Linked DNA regions of Mus musculus: region 1 is linked to region 2. A link is a contact called in public Hi-C data. All regions are on one chromosome and are shown on one strand. Each heading gives the region's core, a stretch centred on a gene start, on an enhancer-like site or on the middle of the called end of the contact. The rest is flanking DNA. Distances are from core to core; before and after follow the strand shown. Region 1 has its middle 9.0 kb from the start of Gm20597. Region 2 has its middle 26 kb from the start of Gm40650.

Region 1 (3,862 bases), core at 676-3,175, 65 kb after region 2:
GTGCTTATTTGATGGAGGCTGACTCTGTTGGATTATGTTACCACTGCTGATTCCTGTTTGCTATCTGTAAGACACCGACCCTTGGTCAGTAGTACTTCCAGATGCCCCGGAGTGAGTTACTGAGACGAAGATCAATGCAAAAGCAAGAGGTTTGTTTTCTGGTGCATCGGGATCAACCCTCAATCAGTCCCTAGAGGTGAGTGATGAGGTGACCCCAAATGGCTATTACAAGAAGTTTTTATACTTTTTAGGGACACAAGTTACATTAGCAAGGTTACATTTTAGGGGCACCAATTACATCAGCGAAGTTACAGTTCAAACTTATTGGCTAAGCATATTGACCTTTAAATCTATTGGCTAATAAATATGGCATCCATTTGAACTCTGCCTGGGACTTTACAGAGGGTCAGGTGACTCTCAGTACATTCTGAGAATTTTTTACTCAAGTGTGATCCTGTGGGTGGAGGATGCAACTTGGCCTAGCCTTGACCTCAGGTGGGAGGGGGAGCTAAAAGGAGGGCATGGGACTGGAAAACCCCTTAGGGTCCCACACTATCCTGAAACTACTGAACTGAACTGCTGGTATCTTGACAAATGAAGATTGGAATCGCCTCAAAGAACTACTTCTAAACAGCTCCACATCACCTTGTCCTACTTACCATCTTTTCTTCCTTACCTTTGGATGGTAGGCTAGAAGGAGTGGGGGCAAGGGAGGGTTGAAGCATTTGTGAATCCTTATTAAAAGTACGTTTAAAAATATCTAAGCATACTTGGAAGTGTAGTTTACTGACTTGATCCTCATGGCCTGCTTAGCCTGTTTTCTTATAGAGCCCAGGATTATCAGACCTGGGTGGTGCCACCCACAATGAGGTGGGCCCTCCACATTAATCACAAGTTAAGAAAATACTCTACAGGATTGACTACAGCCCAGAGGTTGACTACTTCTAGAGGTATTTTCTCAGTTGAGGCTCTCTCCTCTCTGATGACACTAGCTTGTATCGAGTTGACATAAAACTAGCCACCACAAAATCTAATGTTATTTTATGTCATTATTTATTGAGGTATTTATCCTTCCAGAATAGCAAGTTTCTTATATCCAGTCATACTGTTTGTCAACTGATGAATCTGTCCAGTACAGTAGATGCCTACACAATAGATGCCCTAAGAATATCCCTTTTTTTCCATCTAGGTGCTGGATGAGGTCAACAGCTTAATCATTTTTTCATCCTATGCATATCAGAGTCTTATAGCTACAAGGAACCAAACTCAACTTTGTGGATTTAAATACAGAATAATCTTGCTAAAAGTAATAGAATCAGTGAGATGATTAGAAAGTATGACAAAGAGATATCAAATGCAAGCAGATCACTGTCCCACAGGCACTGTTTCTTTCATAATGTTCCCACACGGTAGATTGCCCATCCTCTGTGGATGAGTCAGACAACTGTGTGTGCATCTAACTGGCTAAGCCTTGAGGAGCCAATGTGAGTTCACGTGGTTCTTCAGTTAGTAAGAAGATGATCTTTGCAACTGTTCAGGAAGACTGGACAAATTCCTCAAACAATGGCCCTAGCTGAGATCACGGCACTTAGAAAAGTCATTGTAGTTCTCTTGAGCCTACCAGACCCAATAGCATAAAAGAAGGCAGATTAAAAACTTGAGAGTGAGGATGTCGCTCAGTGGTAGAACACTTGAATAGAAAAACCTTGAATAATGAAGAATAAAGTATGAATGAATTTCCTTCGTGCTTCCAGAAACCAACTTTCCAAAGGGCAATCTTAACCTGGCTCTTGAATGTTTCAGTTTTACAGTGGAAAATAGAATTGAAAAGACCATGAGCTATGATGTCATATACTATGCAGGAAGTGTATAGACTCTTCACTAGACTGTAATACTCAGCAGCCAGAGACACATTATTTCCCCACTGCCTAGGACACAGCGTGTAGTACATAGTACGTGTGGTTTCTTGCTCAGAAGCTCAAGGTCAGGCAATCACAGAGCTAGAGAACAACAGCTCCATTTGCTGGCCAGTCCCACCCACACTCTGATCTGTCAAATAATACACTAAAGTGTGTATTGATTGCCTATTCTGGTTTTTGCTTTGTTTTGTTTTCACTACTGCTGGACAGACTTTCTCTGAGAAGCTTGTGACTGTGGAGTGTGACTTTCTGCACAGAACCTCCTGAAGAGTCACATTATTAAATGTTGGTCCCACAGAACAAGTCTGATATTGCATAGGCTCAGGGAATTTAGAGCTCTGCTGCTATGTGGGCTAGACTCCCTACCATCATCACCACCAAACCTTCAGATGAAGCAATTTTTCCAGATTTTTCAAATGACACAAATGACATGCCTCCTCTGCAGGCTTCCCGATGAGGCTGATTTTGGAAGAAATATGTTTCAGGATGAGAGCTGAACACCAGGAAATCTTCCCCTTCACATTTGCAGCCATCCAGGTTCCTCTATTGGGGACGTCGTGCCCTCTAGTGGTGGATAGGCTGACTTAGTGTTTCTGAGTCAGCCCATCTATCCACTGGAAACCATCAGTGTTCAAAGCAGGCCAGGACAGAAAACAAGATACCCTTTAGGACAGTGGCCTATGGTACAGTTCTTAAAAGTGACAGAAAAGTTTCCTATGAAACTTTTCTATGAGAAACTATGAGACTCGGGTGTGTTTGAAGGAAAATGAAGTCTTTTGCAGGGTCATTTTCCATGTGTGGCAGGTGTCCTGGGGCCTCTTATGAACGAGGCTGCAAGGCTGCACGGCATTCCAGCCACAGCGGCTCTGCAGTCTTGCTGCACTGTTTCTTAGATGTGGAGCCCAAACTAGGCAGAAAATGACTTCTCTGCTTGTGACTATATGAATAGCTGTCAAGATTTGCATGCAACGGACAAGAGACACCCTCAGTCTGGCACTTATCCTGGTCACCAGGAGGCTGCTACCCCATACTTTTTGCTGAAAGTGAACGGTGACTGAATGGGAGAGGCGTTAACACTCCTCATGGCTTTGACCATTCTACGATGCTCCAAGAGTTATTTCTTTGGAAGGTGTATTAGTGTAGCTTACATTTACATCAGGACTTTGACTTTGCAGTCACAACTCTAGCTCCACATAATCCATTTGCTAGCCTATGATCTTGAACATCCTCTTTGGCTTTATGGTCATTTCATAATACCTTTCTAACTTAATTCTGTGTAAGCTAAGTATCTGCCTATATATTGTCTGTATATTGTACAATTTGTGTGTATGTTAAGTGTGTGTGTATATATATATGTATATATATATGTATATATATATGTAATATCTAAGATGATGGCAAATATAGTACTAGTCACAATAGTAGTCTCTTCCTCATCCTCCTGATCTTCATAATCCCACATTCTCCTCAGACCTGTCCAGGCCATGAAGTATGAACTGTCTCGGGTGTGATAGTTGGTTTCCACGTCAACTTGCTACAACTTAAAATCACCTGAGTGGGTAGCATCAACTGTAGAATAGTAATAACAATAATGATAATAATAATAATAATTACTATTCTTTTTCCAGAAGTAGGTAACTTAGGTCTTACTCATGAGCCTGTTCGCGTTCCATTTTCAGAGACATAGATGACATCTGGAAACTTTCTGCTCTCCTTGTTTTTAACTGCTGTGGCTTGTTGATTCAAAACCACTGAATTTGAAACAAGTTCAGGACCATTTCCTTTAAAGATTAACTCATCCCCTGGGTGTGAGAAAGGGACCAGGCAGCACCTGTCTCTGTCTGAACTCCGTAGATCGAAGACATTTTAGATTTCAACCACAGTCCCACTCTCCTTAATGGAGACATGATGTGAGCACACACAGACCTCATCATGTATCAGAT
Region 2 (3,654 bases), core at 1,010-3,509:
ATTATCCACCCACCCATTTATGTATCCAGGCTCTTAGAGTCATGGGTGTTGCAAGCATGGGTTGCTGCTATGACAATTGCTCATAAGCCCATGAGGGACAGGGACACAGGCACACATTAGTAAAGATAACTTTAACATGGGTGCTCTGTGCAAAGTAGTCCCAGTTTCAGGAACAAACTGAGAAGAGTCCCTGAGAGGCAACTTCTAAAAATTCAATGAAGTTAAGGGATGGGAAGATAAGAGAGGGAATGGAGGCCTCACTTTAAAAAAAGAAAAAGAAAGACAAGAGCAAGATACAAAGGTATGTGTCAAGAATGCTTCTTGCCAAGAGCCAAGAAAGATGCCTCAAACCTGAAATCACATCCGTTATCTTTCACACCATCCACTTCGAACTCTCAAGTGAGCACTGCTGTGACTGCCTAGAGAGGTTGGCAAGGCTGTTTGACCAGCAGCGGAGGCCACTGCAGTGTAATACGCTGATAAGCTGTAGACCACATACTTGAGTGTGAAACCCCTTTGTGAGGAGAGGAAGGAAGTGGATGTCTGCTGTCTATGACCTCCCCAAAGGGAAGAGCTGATTCAACAGTACTGACAACCATCCAAGGGAAAATCAAAATCAAAGGGAATACTCAGAAAAATCCCTTAGCTGGAGAGCAAGCATTATACTGAGGTCCAACATGTTTACCCTCTAACCCTGCACGTGGGAGGGGTTAGGATGTCCTGGATTTTTCTCTTGTATTCTTTTCTACTTCCTGTTGAGAAAGAGCCTGACTCCTAGTGGTTGGGGTGTGGTATTTACAGATCTTTGGAATCAGCTTCAGTGAACAGAACCACTGTGAGTGTGTGTGTGTATGTGTGTGTGTGTGTGTATGTGTGTGTGGGGGGGTGCGTGGGCGCACACACTTGTGCTTGATTGTTCTTACAGCACCCAAAATGAAACACAGTCTGGTAGGTATGACCACGGAATGCATTAGGGCAGGGCTTTTCAACCTTCCTAATGCGACAACCCTTTAATACAGTTCCTCATGTCGTAGTAACCCCTAGCCATAAATTATTTCATTGCTACTTCATAGTTGCTATTCTGCTGCAGTTATGAATCATAATATAGATATCTGATATGCAGAATATCTAATATAGGACCCACAAGGGGGTGGGGACCCACAGGTTGAGAACCTCTGCATTAGGACGATTCCCCTATGCCATGACAGTTGTCCAGAGCAGTGCTGCCCTAGACAGACAGTGAGCCACAGGCAGATTTCAAACTTTCCAATAGCCACATCTCTCAAGAGCAAGAAAAATACTAACTAACCAAACAAACAAACAAAAAAGCAAAAGGAAACAGAAAAAAAATTTTTTCTGAGGATGTTTTATTAAATACCAGAAATCTAAATACTTTTCCTTTCTATATCAAATTTGCATTTAAGAGAATCATATGATCTGTTCAAAACCCCTCTGAGCATTTTACCATCGGTTGTGGCTGGCTCATCGAAAATCTTCAGTAACCATGTGACTAAGAGCTACCTCGAGAGGTCTGCCCTTTCCTCTTCAGGGAACTGTGGAAGGGCAGCAGCAAGGTGACAAGTTTTTCTTTACTTTTAGATTTTATGTTATTATTTATTTGGGGGCTGGGGGCCAGCGCCTGTATGCCACAGGATGGGAGGTCTAAGGACGACTTGCAGGAGTTAGTCCTGTTATTGTCTGGTTCCCAGGGATCCAACTCAGGTCACCAGTCTTTGTGGCAAGTGATAAGCACCCTGGCTCGCTGAGCATTCTCACAGACCCTGGATGCCTGCCTGCTCTTCTTAAGTTTGAGGGAGGAGACAAAATTGAACCAATGGTAAGAGAGTGCACTCAGGGGAACCTTGGCTTAGAATAGGGAGCTGCAAAGCCAACTGCGGGGATAGAGCGGAGATCTGAGAATCAAGTCAAAAAGACAGGAACCTCATTCCATGAAATAAGGTAGCCCGAGTTGGTGAGCCTTGGAAAGAACCCTCCAGACCTATGGAGTGTCTGTCCCATGCCAGGCTTTGTTCCAGATGCTGTGGAAACAGCAGTGAACAAAAGAAACAGGGATGCCTGCCGTGATCTGATTGACCTTCCAGAGCTACTAGGCAAAGAGGTCCGCAGAGATAAAGAAATACTAGGGGGCACTGAATTGCAAACAGCTTTGGTGAAACAGGAGAGCAATTCCAGCATCCAGCAGGCTCAGGAGAGAGATCACAAAAGCTGAGCAAATGGGAGGTAAGGGAGGTAGCGTGGGCACAGACTCTCTGTGAGAAGCTGTGTTTCAAAGGGGCTCTTGTGCACTGCAGAGACACAGCACAGACTCAGATCCATGCGTGCTGCTCGCTCTCTCTCTGAGAGCCTCGTGTGCATCCTCGCCTGTACGGATACGCACATCATTAGAATATGGTGGAGCCAGGTTCTGAAGCAGGAAAAAAAGGACCATGAACCTTGGGGTCAAAACTGAAGAACAGCTTCCTGCTATTACGAAGCAACCTTTTAAAAATAAGTATTTTCTAATCATAGTTACTACGAAAATAGCATCTGAGGTCAAAATAAGGCTGAGGGCGGTCATATATTTCCCTCGGGCTGTTCTGTAAGGGAATGGGAAAAGCCTTTTTTCCCCCTTCCTCCTTCAACTCCTTTGCCCTTTCCACCTGCTCCTCCCTCCTTAGTGTCTTAGTGACTAAGGAGAACCCAGAACCCGCAGTGGCCTCTCCAGCTTTAGATGGCTACTTACAGAGCCCCTCCCTCACCCCAACCTCCAATTTGACTTTATTCATGAGGCTTGGTGTGCAAAAGTTCCCAGGCAGCAGACATGTCTGAGATTCTGGGAGCAGATAGCTACTCCTGAGATGCCTAATGAGCAGTTGGGGGTGCAGAGACCAGATAGCATCCTGTCAGTACTGATGGGCAGACGTTTGTGCAGGTTTCCTCACTTGGGCTGCTACTAGACAGACACAGGACAGCCCTAGCCTGGAAAACAATGAGAGTTAAGTAAAGAGCTCGGCAGACCAACACTCCTTCACCAGCTCCTCTGTCTCTTCCTTTGTTTCACCAGTACTTTAATAAAAATGGAACTGGCTTTAAAGAATTTATGGGAAACATATTATCACCAACAGCCAGCCGCAAAAAAAAAAAAAAAAAAAAAAAGAGAGAGACATTTGGGTGGCTGGTTCAGTCCCCAAGTTTTCTCTGCACATGCCCCTCTCCTGTCAGCTCACCACTTTGAGGGCAGGGAAATTGGGAAGGGTACTTTCCTTCTGGGCTTCTGCAAGACCAACACCCTGGTTTGTGCTCCATGCAAGTTCATTGACCCGTACTCATCAGGTTTTCCAGGACACTGTTTCCTTCCTGATTGTCCTCAAAACAAATCCCAGCTTCCCATGACGTCAGCCTCTTCCCACACGTCAATTGTTATGGTTCAAGCTCTAAAATCAGGTTAGCATAAAAGGACGTCTGGACTGGACATGATGGGACAGGCCTGCAACCCCAGCACTCACGAGGTAGAAGCAGGCAGATCTCTGAGTTCGAGGCCAGCCTGGTCTAGTCACAGAGTTTCAGGACAGCTAGAGCTACACAGTGAAACCCTGTTTCGAAAAAACAAAGAAGTATGGAGATAACCATAGGTCTCAGAAGAGCCAAGCAAGG

The links. A called contact is a pair of places that touch in the nucleus more often than the background predicts.
Region 1: a Hi-C map of the N1E-115 cell line shows a contact between it and region 2, with 5 times the contacts expected there. The contact joins two enhancer-like sites. A contact is called at or near these places in 1 of 15 datasets of contacts at CTCF or cohesin (CD8 T cells), 7 of 484 Hi-C or Micro-C datasets (the HL-1 cell line, the N1E-115 cell line, Th1 cells and 4 more) and 4 of 115 datasets of contacts at active chromatin or transcription factors (CD8 T cells, cardiomyocytes, embryonic stem cells and 1 more).

What each region holds. Positions count from the first base shown.
Region 1 is chr10:53,526,091-53,529,952 of GRCm38.p6, forward strand. No RefSeq gene overlaps it. Among named protein-coding and RNA genes, the nearest start is that of Gm20597, 9.0 kb to the left of the region's middle. Within about 2 kb of position 1,926, at least 22 of the 459 cell types and tissues checked have an H3K27ac peak or open chromatin away from gene starts, as enhancers often do. A contact at or near this core is called in the N1E-115 cell line, where this site is marked.
Region 2 is chr10:53,460,827-53,464,480 of GRCm38.p6, forward strand. No RefSeq gene overlaps it. Among named protein-coding and RNA genes, the nearest start is that of Gm40650, 26 kb to the right of the region's middle. Within about 2 kb of position 2,260, at least 62 of the 459 cell types and tissues checked have an H3K27ac peak or open chromatin away from gene starts, as enhancers often do. A contact at or near this core is called in the N1E-115 cell line, where this site is marked.